2 separate regions of the Sus scrofa genome follow, and region 2 is linked to region 1. Evidence: chromatin contacts called from public promoter capture Hi-C data. All regions are on one chromosome and are shown on one strand. Each heading gives the region's core, a stretch centred on a gene start, on an enhancer-like site or on the middle of the called end of the contact. The rest is flanking DNA. Distances are from core to core; before and after follow the strand shown. Region 1 holds the start of MRPL45 (39S ribosomal protein L45, mitochondrial). Region 2 holds the start of KPNB1 (importin subunit beta-1).

The links. Promoter capture Hi-C pulls out the DNA fragments that hold promoters and counts their contacts.
Region 2: a contact with region 1 is called in a promoter capture Hi-C map of fetal skeletal muscle, with 3 times the contacts expected there. The contact joins the promoter of KPNB1 here to the promoter of MRPL45 in region 1. A contact is called at or near these places in 2 of 5 promoter capture datasets (fetal skeletal muscle and liver), 2 of 47 Hi-C or Micro-C datasets (embryonic fibroblasts and epiblast stem cells) and 2 of 2 datasets of contacts at active chromatin or transcription factors (alveolar macrophages and skeletal muscle).

Annotation. Positions count from the first base shown.
Region 1 is chr12:23,763,295-23,770,637 of Sscrofa11.1, reverse strand. MRPL45 (39S ribosomal protein L45, mitochondrial) reads left to right here and starts at 4,162. Exons shown (of 8, transcript XM_021067079.1): 1 at 4,162-4,310; 2 at 5,145-5,322; 3 at 6,037-6,154. The coding sequence starts at 4,245.
Region 2 is chr12:23,911,109-23,918,451 of Sscrofa11.1, reverse strand. It overlaps KPNB1 (importin subunit beta-1), which reads right to left and starts at 2,669. Exons shown (of 22, transcript XM_003131528.6): 1 at 2,133-2,669; 2 at 1,972-2,030. The coding sequence starts at 2,172.

The DNA of each region.
Region 1 (7,343 bases), core at 2,913-5,412:
TCTTTTCTTTAGTATTTTTTAATTGTAGTTGATTTACAATGTTCTGTCAATTTCTGCTGCCCAGCAAAGTGACCCAGCCATACATCCATATACATTCTTTTTTTCACATTATCCTCCATCATGTATCACAACTGATCAGATATTGTTCCCTGTGTTTAATTACTCCTTTTTTTTTTCTTTTTTTAGGGCCTCACCTGCGGTTCTCAGGCTAGGGGTCGAATAGGAGCTGAAGCGTCTGGCCTATGCCACAGCCACAACAACGCCAGATCCGACCCGAGTTTGCTACCTACACCACAGCTCATGGAAACCCCAGATCCTTAACACACTGAATGAGGACAGGGGCAAAACTGGCATCCTCATGCATACCAGCTGGGTTCATTACTGAACCACAATGGGAACTCCCAATTACTCCTTTTCTCTAGTGAAGAAAAGAGGTGGAGCTAAGACGTAAATTCATGCACTATAACATTCTTTTTTGTTTGTTTGTTTTTGCTTTTTAGGGCCGCACTCACAGCATATAGAGATTCCCAGGCTAGGGGTCCAATCGGAGCTACAGGTACCGGCCTACATCACAGCCACAGCAACGCCAGATCTGAGCCGCATCTGTGACCTACACCACAGCCCACAGCAACACCAGATCCTCAACCCACTGAGCGTGGCCAGGGATCCAACCAGCATCCTCATGGATCCTAGTTGGGTTCATTAACTGCTGAGCAACCACGGTAACTCCCATGCACCATAACATTCTTAACCACTAGGAGAGAGCCGTAGAGAGTCAACTCTCCTAGGGGCAAAGAAGCTCTGCTAACATTGTTAGCTAAAGATCAGTTGAGGATATTTCTTAGAAAGTCAAAATTCTTGGTTTCTTCTATGTCACCTTATCTCGGACAATTCACTTCTTTTCCTCTTCATGCTCTCACTCAAGGGAGGGAACTACAATATAAACATATGGCAAGCCTATTATTTGCTTCAATCCAAGTATCATACTGTCGCTGCATTGTTTGGGGGATTTTTTTTTTTGGCGCTGCCCTCGACATGCAAAAGTTTTTGGGCCAGGGATCAAACCTGAGCCACAGCATGGCAGCACTGAATCCCTAAATGCTAGGCCACCAGAAAGCTCCTCGTACTGTTTATTGTAATCAATAAACATATTGTTATCAGATTCTTCCAATTCTCCAGAAGGATTTTCCTTGTTTAAATCAACTGTGCCTCAGAGTTCCTATCTTGGCTCAGCGGAAACAAATCCGACTAGGAACCACGAGATGGTGGGTTCGCTCCCTGGCCTCACTCAATGGGTTAAGGATTCCGCGTTGCTATGGCTGTGATGTAGGCCAGCAGCTGTAGCTCTGATTGGACCCCTAGCCTGGGAACCTCCATACACCAAGGGTACGGCCCTAAAAAGCAAAAATAAGGAGTTCCCGTCGTGGCTCAGTGGCTAATGAATCCAACTAAGAACCATGAGGATGCGGGTTTGATCCCTGGCGTTGCTCAGTGGGTTAAGGATCCGGCGTGGCTGTGAGCTGTGGTGTAGGTCGCAGACACAGCTTGGATCTTAGTTGCTGTGGCTGTGGTGTAGGCCGGTGGCTACAGCTCCGATTAGACCTCTAGCCTGGGAACCTCCATATGCCAATGGTTCGGCCCTGGAAAAGGCAAAAAGACAAAAAAAAAAAAAAAAAAGCAAAAATAAATAAACAAATGAACTGTGCCTCTCCTAGAATGTCAATTACTAGGCAGAATTTCAGAGTTTCTAATTTTTGATATCCTATCTGCCACAGGGCAGGTGGGGGGAGAGTGCAAATATTGCACATATCTCACTGCTCATGGGCTATCCTATTTTCTTTGGATCCACTTTAATTTCAATAAGACAAAAAGATTCCAGGAACTCCCTGTATTTAGAGAAACAGGAAATCAACTTTGCCTTCTGCCTAACCATATTTTATCTGGGATTCTAGTGATCTATTTATTGAATAAATATTTGACTATTTACTACGTGCAAGACTGTTCTTTGCAAGGCTGAGCCCTAACCACCTTATTCCTTCCTCTAATGACACAGTGGGTTTCCTTTTCTTGCTCTTACCTTGCTTCTCCTGAAAGTGAGCTACTGGGGTTGTAGGATTAAGAAATATTCTTTTTTTTTTTTTTTTTTTGGCTTTTCTGGGGCCACACCCACAGCATATGGAAGTTCACAGGCTAGGGGTCCAATCGGAGCTGTAGCTGCCAACCTACACCACAGCCACAACAAAGTAAGATCCTTAACCCACTGAGCGAGACCAGGGATCAAACCTGCAACCTCATGGTTCCTAGTCAGATTCGTTAACCACTGAACCATGACAGGAACTCCAAGAAATATTCTTTTAGTGTCACGTCCCCAGCAGACAGCTCCCAGTTGTCCATGGAGTTAATGAGATGGGAAGATAATATGAATTTTCCAAAAGAGCAGCTAATAAAGCCCACTTGTAATTCATCTCAGAATGAATTAACCGAGATTGACTCCCCTTATTTCATTCAGGTTGATATGGAACAAGTCTTCATTCCCTGAAAAATTGATTAGAGGGCAGGCAAAGATGATATGGGATGTGTTGGCTACCATGTAAATCAAACATAAAACTCAACAGTGAAGCAGATAATCCCAGATAGACTATATCAGTGTTCCATATTAATAACCATTCGTCACGGAGTAGAATTTCTTCGCTTTGTCAGGAAAACCAGTGGAGAAAAAAGTTCATGTTTGGAGTTCCCATTATGGCTCAGCAGAAATGAATCCAACTAGGAATCATGAGATTTCAGGTTCGATCCCTGGCCTCACTCAGTGGGTTAAGGATCTGGCGTTGCCCTGAGCTGTGGTGTAGTTTGCAGACGCAGCTTGGATCTGGTGTTGCTGTGGCTGCGGTATAGGCCAGGGGCTACAGCTCCAATTCCAATTCGACCCCTAGCGGGGGACCTTCCATATGCTGCAGGTGCAGCCCTAAAAAGACCAAAAAAAAAAAAAAAAAAAAAAAGGAGTTCCCGTTGTGGCGCAGTGGTTAACGAATCCGACTAGGAACTATGAGGTTGAGGGTTCGGTCCCTGCCCTTGCTCAGTGGGTTAACGATCCGGTATTGCCGTGAGCTGTGGTGTAGGTTGCAGACGCGGCTCGGATCCCGCGTTGCTGTGGCTCCAGCGTAGGCCGGTGGCTACAGCTCCGATTCAACCCCTAGCCTGGGAACCTCCATATGCCGCGGGACGCGGGAGCGGCCCAAGAAATAGCAACAACAACAACAACAACAAAAAAGACAAAAAAAAAAAAAAAATTAATTGGCAAAATGAGATAAAACCGTAAAGTTAAGTATAGAAAGTGTTTGCCTTTCGGCAATGATTACTGAAGCAGTACAAGGTAGCAGTCAGTGAATGGGTTCTAGAATTAGACTGCTTGAACGTGAATCCCAATTCTTCTAGTTCTTAGCTGTGTGACCTTAGAAAAATTACATAATTTCTGTGCTGCCCAAGTTCATATGTAAACGAGTATTACTCCTACGTTGATGATTGAGTAAATAAATGTAAAATGCTTAGCGAATTGCCTGGCAATGCCTAAGCAAGTGCTACAGGTACCTCTGTACCTCCGTCCCAAAAAGACAGATGTTTTTATCAGTCCATGCGTCTTTTGTTTCAATAAACACAATAGTCATTAACTACCTTAATTTGATGGTAAGAAAGACTATTATCCTTCACACGGTACAGATTGGGAAAACTATATTATTCCATATAAATACTATATTGTTAACTCCGCCTTAAGGTTGTCCGAGGACGGACCCAGACCCAGAACCCAGTCATTTTTGCCATTCCTAAGATCCAAGTAGGCACTGAAGAAAAACACTTGTCTCAGAAGAGAAACAGCTTCTCATTCTTCACGGACTAGAAGCAAGGTGCAGCAACGTGCCAATTTTACAGGAAGGGAGTAACTCCCGGCCGCCAGAACGCCTGGTGCGCAAGCGCAGCTCTGGCTCCGCGCCCTCCGCTTGGCGCGTGACAACCGTGCTTCCCCCTGCCCCCAACGCCGTCTTACCACGCAGGCGCAGCCCTACTCCACTCCCCCACCCCGCCCCCCTCCCAGACGTGCACGTGCGCGTTCGCGCCTCTCGCACTTTGGAGGAGGGCGCGCGCCCTGGAAAATTCCACGGCCGCGCTAGCTCCACCCTTTGCGCCTTCTTTCCTGCCCCAGGCGCATCACTTTCAGTCTCCATCCCAGCTGCCTTTGCGCGAGCAAAATGGCAGCCCCCGTAACACGGGGCTTGTCTTGCTTACCCAGGGTTTTAGGATGGTGGTCTCGGCAGGTGGGTAGGGACGGGGGTGGATAGGACTCTTGGGGCTGGAGGAGTAGGAGAGAGTAGAGAGAAATACTCGCTTTGCAGTTGTCCTTCGTGAGTTTGGATGATATGAGTCGTACCTAGGCTAGGGAAGAGTTGAGGTAAACGGGACACAGCTACTGAGCTGTGTGGCTGAGTGGTGAGAGCCTCGGTATGGCCATGAGAGCGAGCAGTTTCTCGAGGATTAAGGTTTCTCCCGTTAAGTCTGGGTCAGACGAGCGTGAAGGTGTTAAAGGGGAGAGAATGGTTTGGAAGGTGGGCTCGCTTCCCTTTTATTTTTATAAATATTTCAATTGCACAGTGGCTGTACAGGAGAGAGTCTCGTACCTGCCTGAAGAAACCTCATGATCAGAGAGAAGAAACCTGGCCTTTGAAAGGGTTATTGATCACTTAGGAGCTAGAGCGACAGAGTAAAGTTTACAGTGAGGCTTTCAATAGAATGTAATCTGAGTAAATGTAGAGGAGATACCAAAGAGTTGGTGTTTAAGTTCCCCATCAGACTGAATGTTCTTTGAAAGCAAAAGCCTTGCTTTCATCAACTCTGCATCCCAGGGGTTTGGCATAGTCCTGTGCCATGGAAAGTACTAAAGGAAAGCCATGCGTAAACATTGGGTTGTGTTAGTAAAGTTACTTACTGCCTTTTAGTAAGGGACAGCCATAATTGTTAAGATAGTAGTGCATTTCCCCTTGTGACATGTGGCTTTATAATTGTTCCTAAGTCATTTTTTGGATGTGCCCTTTCTATCTCTGCTTAGAATTTGTGCAAGATTGATTATCTAACCTTTTTCTGCTATCCTCCAGCCAGTCTTGGTGACTCAGTCCACAGCAGTAGTTCCAGTGAGAACTAAAAAACGTTTCACACCCCCTACCTATCAACCCAAGTACAAATCAGAGAAGGAGTTTGTAGAACATGCCCGGAAAGCAGGACTGGTCATACCTCATGAACGTTTGGAGCGCCCCATACATCTAGCCTGTACAGGTGAGACATGGTATTTCTGAGACCCAGACCCAGTCCCCTTTTGTCAGAGATTTTCTTGGAGAGTAGAATGATTTGGCCTATGATTTTTTGTTTTTTGTTTTTTTTGGCTTTTTGTCTTTTGGCAATTTCTTGGGCCACTCCTGCAGTACATGGAGGTTCCCAGGCTTAGGGTGGAATCAGAGCTGTAGCCACCAGCCTACACCAGGGCCACAACAACTCGGGATCTGAACCATGTCTTCGACCTACACCACAGCTCACAGAAATGCCAGATCCTTAACCCACTGAGTGAGGCCAGGGATCGAACCCACAATCTCATGGTTCCTAGTCAGATTCGTCAGCCACTGAGCCATGACGGGAACTCCTTATTTGGGCTATGATTGAGAGCATTTAATTAACCACAGATTAAGTTCAGCTTCAATAATTAACATACACTACATTTTATGAGGTTATCTTTGACTGTGCTTTTAAATTATTCATTGAAGTGGCCTTTTACCTGGCGGGTAAAACTTCTCCATTTTGTATAAGAAGAAGCTCTGAGAGAAGACTAAAATTACCTTATTCTACTTTTTCTAATGCAGCATAAAACCTTCTACACGGGAAGTCTATTTCATTAGTCTGTTTTGTATCCAGAAGGGCTCCCAATTTTTTTTATGACCTCAAGATGACTTTTTCTCAATCTTTCAATGCTTTCTTAGTTTTCTCCTCTCTTTACAGCTGGTATCTTTGATGCCTATGTTCCTCCTGAGGGTGATGCCCGGATATCATCTCTTTCTAAGGAAGGACTGGCACAGAGAGCTGAGCGACTGAAGAAGAATGTGGCCTCACAATTGTCGTAAGTGTCTGAGATAGCTGGGGGTCACTATTAGAATAAAAATTTCTTGGCATTCCCACCGTGGTGCAGCAGAAACGAATCTGGCTAGGAACCATGAGGTTGCGGGTTCGATCCCTGGCCTGGCTCAGTGGGTTGAGGATCCGGCATTGTTATGAGCTGTGGTGTCGGTTGCAGATTCGGCTCGGATGTGGCATTGCTGTGGCTGTGGCATAGGATTGGACCCCTAGCCTGGGAACCTCCATACGCCTCAGGTGCGGCCCTTAAAAGGCAAAAGACAAAAAAAAAAATTTCTTAATCATCATTTTATTCCGGAGAGGCCATCTTGGGCTAACTGGGTTGGCTATAACTGGGCAATATTTTCTTCCTTTCTTTTCCTTTTTTTTTTTTTTTTTTTTTGTGCTTTTTAGGCCTGCACGCACAGGGGTGCAGGCCTAAAAAGCACCCACATATGGAGGTTCCCAGGCTAGGGGTTGAATTGGAGCTACAGCTGCTGGCCTACACCATAGCCACAGCAACACCAGATCCGAGCCACATCTGCAACGTACACCATAGCTCACGGCAACGCTGGATCCTTAACCCACTGAGCGAGGCCAGGGATTGAACCCACAACCTCATGGTTCCTAGTCAGATTCATTTCAATTGTGCCACAACGGGAATGCCCCTGACAGTATTTAAATTATAGGTTCTTTAGGGTCATATGTAGATTTCTGTGCACAAGTATATTGAGTCAGTGTTAATTATTCATGTGGCCATAGCATATTTCTCTAAATACAGATCTTATTTCATCAACTCTTTTGCCTCACACTCCTTTGTGGTTCCCTGTTAACCTGAAGAATAAAATCTAGATTTCTTTTTTTTTTTTTTTTTTGCTTTTTAGGGCTGCACCTGCAGCATATGGAGGTTCCCAGGCTAGGGGTCCAATTGGAGCTACAGCTGCTGGCCTACGCCACAGCAACGTCTGTGACCTACACCACAGCCCACGGCAACGCCGGATCCTTAACCCACTGAGCGAGGCCAGGGTTCGAACCTGTCTTCTCATGGATATTAATCGGATTCGTTTCCACAAGGGGAACGCCCAAATCCAGATTTCGTTAGTAATATTCAGGGCTTTTCATAATTTGTCTCTTACCTTCCTCTCCAAAATCATCATCTCTCTCCTTATTTTCTTTTTCTCAAACTAATCTTCAGC
Region 2 (7,343 bases), core at 1,420-3,919, 150 kb before region 1:
TCCTTCTCACACAGATTCAGCATTAAACACGGAGTTACAGGTTCTCCTATTAACATCATTCTGAGTGCCAAATCTTCACATTAAATTCCACAGAATTAAAGCAAGTTGGCAATCTGGTGGTCAGAAGACTCTTCTATGTATCTAGAACAGTACTTGGTACTCCGTAAATTATTTTTGTTACATAAATATGTTATAACAGAGTAGAAAAAATTGTTTTAGATTAAAAACATCTTAACCCAAAAAGAATGATACTCAGGGGGGCTTGGGATCTCATGGAAGCAGGTAATCTTATCGAAGAGAGAAAAGTACTTCAAAACTTTAAAACACAGGCTTAGGAGGCTAGCTGTCTCTATTTTATAGTGTCTCAGCAAGAGACTAATAATGAAAAAAAAATTACAAGGAAAATGTGCTAACAAATATTTAGAAATAGGGAGCAACTGAGAAAATAAAAATGTCAAGGAAAATAATTTTATGTTTACTAGTCAACAGTTAAAACACTAAAGGTTACTATTCGTTTTGGTTCTCAGTTGTTCACCAAACACAGTGGATTCTTGAAAATAATAGTCAATCTTTCGTACTGCACAGGCCCCCAAAACTACTATTTTTGTTTAAAATGTTTAACACACATTCTTCTTCCCCACAAAAAGCTCTCTCCAATGGAAAAGCTAACAGGAAAAACCAAAAGCAGATAGTTTCTTACCACTAACAAGTTCTGCAGTTACAGCGGAAGATAATTCTTAAGTTTTATTAATTAGGTACCACTAAAGAATGTTAAGAATGATGGGAATAAGATAAAATGCTAGGAATAAGATGAAAGCCGTCTTACTTTAGCAAAAGCAGAAACAGGAATACACATTAAACGGAAATATGGGTCTATGCTAGTAGATAAAAATCTTTTCTATGGAAAGCTAAGTATAAAAAGGTTGATGGTAAAAACCAGAACGTGTAAGGGGGAAAAAAAAATCCAAGACAATTCAAAGGCAGTTTGTAGAAAATAAAAAAACGCCTTGTCACTTTTTTTTTTGGCTTGCCTAGATAACACAAAAGAACACATTTGGTTACAGTGTTATTTAGATCTATTACCTATTACCTTTAAGAGACGTATTATCCACCGTTCTCTTTGCTCCCCACCCCCCAACAGGAGGAGGGAATCCAAGGAGAAATATTACTGGCACATAGGCTGTTTCAGTCAATCCATCTCTCGATTTTATACAGAGGTCCAGTCTCTAGTGGACTTAACACTCATTTTTTTTCTGTACCCCCTAAATTTGAAACCATGAAAAACGAGGAACTTTCCTCTATGATTTCCTCTGGAAACAGGCCCGATCTCAAGGATAAGCCTCAGCCTGTTATCTGGGTGCAGATGAAGTCTCTATTGATCGGGGCCGGGGGAAAAAATTCCCCTGGAGAGGAATAACCCGTCAAGAAAGGGAAAAACATTGCCGGAATGGGTAAAAAGGGATTTGGGTGCAGGCCTGGCCAGGAGCACAGACCAAGGGAGAAGGGAATGGGTAGGGCTCTGGGAAGTAGGTGGAGAGAATCATAGGGGTCACAGGACAGGAAGGAGGAGGAGGCCGGGGTCCGAACTGGACGGGCAGCGGGGCTCGGAGCTTCCACATGGCCCCTAGGCCCGGCTCCCCCACCCCCACCCTTGCTGAACACGCAGCGCCGCGCAACCTAACTTCCCTTCCCTCGCTCTTTCTCCCTCCTGCTGCACCGCCGCCCTCAGGCCGCGCGGCGATTGGGCGGCAGTCACCCCGGCGCGCCGCGCCATTGGCCAGGTGCCGGGGCCCGGGGCGGGACACACCCACCGGCTTCCCGACGGAGGGGTTAGGTTGGACCGGGGGAGGGGGAGGGGGACGGGATGGGGCGGGGTGGGTTCCCGAGGCCTGGGCCTCCAGGAGGGCGGGAAGGCCCGCACGCAGGGGATGGGGAGACGGGCGGGATGGGGGACGGCGGGGTGGCACGCACCAGGTTCTCCACGGCCGCACGCTCCAGGAACTTCTGCGCCGCTTCCAGTTCCAGCCGATCTGGGGGGAAGGAAAGTGGGAAAAGGGACAGGTCAGAGGGGCCAGGGCTTCCCCTCCCCCCACCCAATCACCTCAGCCCGACCCCCGGCCCCCGCGTCCTACCGGGAGACACGGTCTTCTCGAGGATGGTGATCAGCTCCATGGCGGAGGTGGTGGCGGCGACTCCTCTTAAGACTGCTGTCCGGCCTCTCGGGCGGCGGCTCCAACTGGGGATGGGGGTTGGGGGTCGGGTGGGAAGGGAGGGTGGGGTGGGGGGCGGGGGTCACCACAATCCCATTCACTGGCTCCCTCTTGGTAGTCGCTCCAGCTCCCTTTCCTTCCTCCTTTCCTTCCTTCCTCCCTCCTAATTTGCTGCTGGCGGCGGCAGCAGCTGCTCCTCTGGCGGCGGGGGAGGGACCCCGGGGGCAGCTTTGAGCGCGGCTGGTGCTCGGGTGGCGGAGGGAGAAAGAAGGGAAGGGAGGCGGTAAGTGAACGGCGGCTCGCAGGGAGGGAGAGAGAGGGAGGGAGGAAGGCGGAGGGATATTCGGGCCGGACCTCTCCGCGGCGGCACCGCGCTCCATGTCGATTGGCCACTGCCGTGGCCACGCGGAATCCCCAATTGGCCAGGCGGTTAGCATTGAAGGGCCGCCCTGCGCCCATTCGCCGGCTGGTTTCAAGGCCCGGGTTGGCTGGGCGGGCAGTGGGATGGAGCGCGTGGATTGGCCGAGGGGAGGGAGGTTGGGGTGGGGCAGGCCAGAGCCGGCCGCTGATTGGGTTGGCCTGGTAAAGGCCTTCAGCTCAGGCCGGCTGGGCGCCGAGAGGAGGGTGGACCGAAGGTAAGACTGTAGGCCCGCGTGATTGGCTGGGCTATTAGACGTTGATAGGATAGGGCACCCGGGAGAACTGGGGAGAAGAGTTCGGGGTCGGGGCCGCGGAAAGGCGGGAGGTGCCCCACTGCTTTAGAAGCCCAGCGCGGGGCACGATGGGACGCCCCCGGGAAGGGGCGGAGCCGTGTCCGGGTTGAGGTTGGGAAGCGCCGTCACTCGGAGGGGCGTGTTAAAGAGGGTTTCGCGGGCTCGAGCGGGGGAGGGGGGACCGTTAAAACTGCACCGCACCCACAGGAAGCTGCTTTAATGGCTAGGCCTACTTGGTACCAGACTCTTGGTTGGGAAGGACCTTGAAGACCATGCCGTTCAACTTCCAGTTTGCAGATGTGGAAACTGAAGGCCAGAGAGGGTATGCGACTTGTCCAAGGTTACTCAGCCAGTTAGTGGCCTGGTTGGGACTGGACTCAAGCACTCCAGACTACCGTGGCTTTTACACGCAGCACCTCCAAGGGGGTGAATGCAAAAGCAGTCCCTTTGGACATATGTATAGTTTGAGGCCTGTGCTGTTGTGAGACGTAACACGTGGGGTGGACACTTGGATTCCCCTTAAACCCTCATCCATAAGCTCTCGGGTACTTGAAGGAATAGAAATGTTTCACCCTGGAAGGTACCTTTTCTATAAAGGCACAACCGTGTACCAGAGAAAATGTGTGTACAGCCCTAAAAGATCGCCTTTTTTTAGTTATAAGCCCTGAGACAAACTAATGAAAGCCTTTCCTTAGCAAAATGTGCATACAATTTCTGGACTTCCCTTTAGATTGGGAATGGGCTCCAGGTGAAGAAGTTGCTGAATGGTTACATTTTCACCATATTGACCTAGGGTTAATAGAATGTAGCTAGCTGACAGATCTCTTCTCTGCATTAGCTCGAGCTTCTGAAATAATTGCCCTACTCTAGCCATACTGGGAAAACCTAAGAGCAACTCTGGCCTTGCTGTGAAGTTCCAACTAAAAATTAGGAAAGGCTGGCCAGCTACCTTTAATCCTTGAAAGAAAAGAAAAGAAAAAAAGACATTTTTCTCTATCAGAAATATCTGAGTTCTGGAGTTCCCGTCGTGGTGCAGAGGTTAACGAATCCGACTAGGAACCATGAGGTTGCGGGTTCGGTCCCTGCCCTTGCTCAGTGGGTTAAGGATCCGGCGTTGCCGTGAGCTGTGGTGTAGGTTGCAGACGCGGCTCGGATCCCGCGTTGCTGTGGCTCTGGCATAGGCCAGTGGCTACAGCTCCGATTAGACCCCTAGCTTGGGAACCTCCATATGCCGCGGGAGCGGCCCAAAGAAATAACAAAAAGCCAAAAAAAAAAAAAAGAAATATCTGAGTTCTGAAGCTGCAAGTGTGGGGACACTATTCCTTGCTCGTCCTGTGCCTGCTTGATTTCCCATGACTTAGCTGTCCTCCAAACCTCAGCCTTTTGCTTCACCTTTCAGCTGAGGAAGAACTGCCCTCTGTGTGTGATTTTATTACGAATCAACCAAGTTTAAGTGAGATGACATTCTTGAAAATCTCTGAATTGCCTTGATGAGGATTTCCCATACTACAAATGCTCCACAGTTCTGTTTCACTCCAAGACAGCTTTCTCCTGTCCTCTTACCAATTTGTTGAGCTACCTCCTCTGCTCACCATCAGTCATGATACTACCATTGATGGCAAGTGGATTTTTAAAGTAGCTGGAATAGGAGTCCGCACTGTGGCTCATCGAGTTATGAACCTGACCAGCATGCATGAGGATGCACCTTTGATCCCTGGCCTCACTCAGTGGGTTAAGGATCCGGTGTTCCTGTGAGCTGTGGTGTAGGTAGCAGACGCGGCTCAGATCCCATGTGGCTGTGGTGTAGGCTGGCAGCTGCAGCTCCAATTCGACCTCTAGCCTGGGATCTTACACATGCCTCAGGTGCTGCCCTTAAAAAAAAAAAAAAAAAAGTGGTTGGAATAAAATGCTGGGAAGTAAATGTTTTGCAGCAAAGTTCCAGTCAAACGTTAAGATCCTTACCACAACCCAACTGAATTGATGTTTTAGTTGAACTAAGGAGGGTGCTATCTAGTCCCTATCAGAAGCACTCAACATTGTCCTGCTCTCAGCAATTGCTGCTGAGGCGCTGTAATGTGTTTAGCACTCAGAATCCAGAAACTGACTGCCTGAGTTCATAACCCAATTCTTCCACTTCTTAGCTTGTATGATTTACTATAAGTAAAATGGGGCTAATAATTGTACCTGCCTCATATGGAGCTTTTGGGAGGTCTTAGTGACTTTATACATGTTAAGTGTGCCAAACACCTGGCGTATTGCATATGTTATGTGTACATAGGCTATTATCTGCTTAGCATCTATTTTGTACTAAGCGAGTGGTTCTTGATCCTTGGCCTGTTAGAGAAGAAAGACTTTAATCAATCTCACAAACACATGTAAAGTTGTAAAAGTGAGAGATGCCAAAGAATGACCTAGCTTGGGGGCTCAGGAAATGTGTACCTGAGAAAGGGAAGAGAGTTATTCAGGTGAAGGGGGGATGAGCAGGTACAAAGGTCCTGTGGTGGGAGAGAGTTTGGGGATTATGAGGAGCCACAAGAAGGCCAGCACCCCCGCAACAGAACAAGGGGTTAGGATCAAGCTAGAGTGTTGAGTAAGGGAAAAACCCATATGAGACCCTTGCATGCTTTTGTCTGTGCTCTAAGACCAAAGGCAGCTATTCAAAAGTTTAAAAAAGGTTGGTGTTCGTAATGTGGAGATTAGACTGGAAAGAGGGAAGAGCTGATGCAAGGAGACTGGTTAGGAGGCCATTGCAATAATCCAGATATGAGGAGTTCCCTGCGTGGCAGTGGAAACGAATCCAACTAGGAACTACAAGGTTGCGGGCTTAATCCCTGGCCTCGATCAGTGGGTTAAGGATCCAGTGTTGCCGTGAGCTGTGCTGTAGGTCACAGACGTGGCTCAGATCCTGGGTTGCAGTGGCGTAGGCCAGCAGCTGCAGTTCTGATTTCTCTAGCCTGGGAACAGAACAGCCATGGGTGCAGCCCTAAAAAGAAGAAGAAAGAAAGAAAAAAGAAAGTGAAATTAAAGAGAGACACTGGGTTTCAGTCCTACTCTACCACTTCTGCTGTCTGATCCTGAATAAGTTACTTAACCTCTTAGATCTGTGAAATGGGTGAATCTCTGCCATTGGTTGGTCTGATCATAAATGGGAGCCTTTCTGTGAGGTGCTTGGTGCAAGTATCTTGTGCTGGGAGAAGCTCACTGCTCTCTGTTAAACAAGTGACTTCGTGAATGGATGAGATCAGCTGGCATTCCATAGCTCAGTCCCCTCACTAAGTCTTGTGCTTATGTGTAAGAAGACCAGCTGCAAGGGGAGAAGCAGTCAGACTATGACCCGATGCCTTTTCCTCTTGGGCAAAGCTGGCTGACCTGAGAGGGGCACATGCAGCACATAAAGCTTATGGGCCGTGGGAAGTGACTGTCTAGCTTTGTTAAAGGCACTTTATAACTTTGTCCTTTTTTCCAGTGTTATCCGCATTAGCACCCATGGTCCCATTGCCCAATCAAGCCAGCCGTATCCCTGCTCCTGCATAAGTATTCGGCTCTATCCTAAGCCTGTCCCCTGCCAAGAGTTCCCTGCTTGCCCCCCTCAGTGTTTCAAGTCATGCACAAATTTGTCCCTTCATTCTTTTTAATTTGTTTATTCAACCACATGAATTTATTAGATGTACACCCACCTCATGTTATTTCAGGTATAACATAAATCCCTGTGTGAGCAAGTCCATAAGAAATGTACAAACCAGGAGTTCCCGTCGTGGCGCAGTGGTTAACGAATCCGACTAGGAACCATGAGGTTTCGGGTTCGGTCCCTGCCCTTGCTCAGTGGGTTAAGGATCCGGCGTTGCCGTGAGCTGTGGTATAGGTTGCAGACGCGGCTCGGATCCCGCGTTGCTGTGGCTCTGGCGTAGGCCGGTGGCTACAGCTCCGATTCAACCCCTAGCCTGGGAACCTCCATATGCCGAGGGAGCGGCCCAAGAAATAGCAACAACAACAACAAAAGACAAAAGACAAAAAAAAAAAAAAAAAAGAAATGTACAAACCAAATACCCTTATGAAGCTAAAATTTCAGAGGAGGAAGAGAGATTTTTTTTTTTCCCCTGGCCTTTGGTGAGGACTCTTATTAGACAAGGAGAGTTTTGAGCTGAACCTTGAAGGATTGGAGAACTTTGTAAATATAGAGATTACAAGGAACCCTTCTCTAACTGTTGTGCATGCTTCTATCTCCACCTAAACAGTGTGAGCTTATTTGGTGCTTCTGTGTCTTAGTTTCCTCATCTGTAAAATGAGAATAATAGTTGGAGCCAGGGTTGGCCTATGAGTATGAGACCTGTACAGTCACACAGGTGCTTAGAAATGCTGGCTCCTCACTTGGCTTAATACTCAGTTGTCACCATATTGAAATTCCTAATAATTTTTGAAC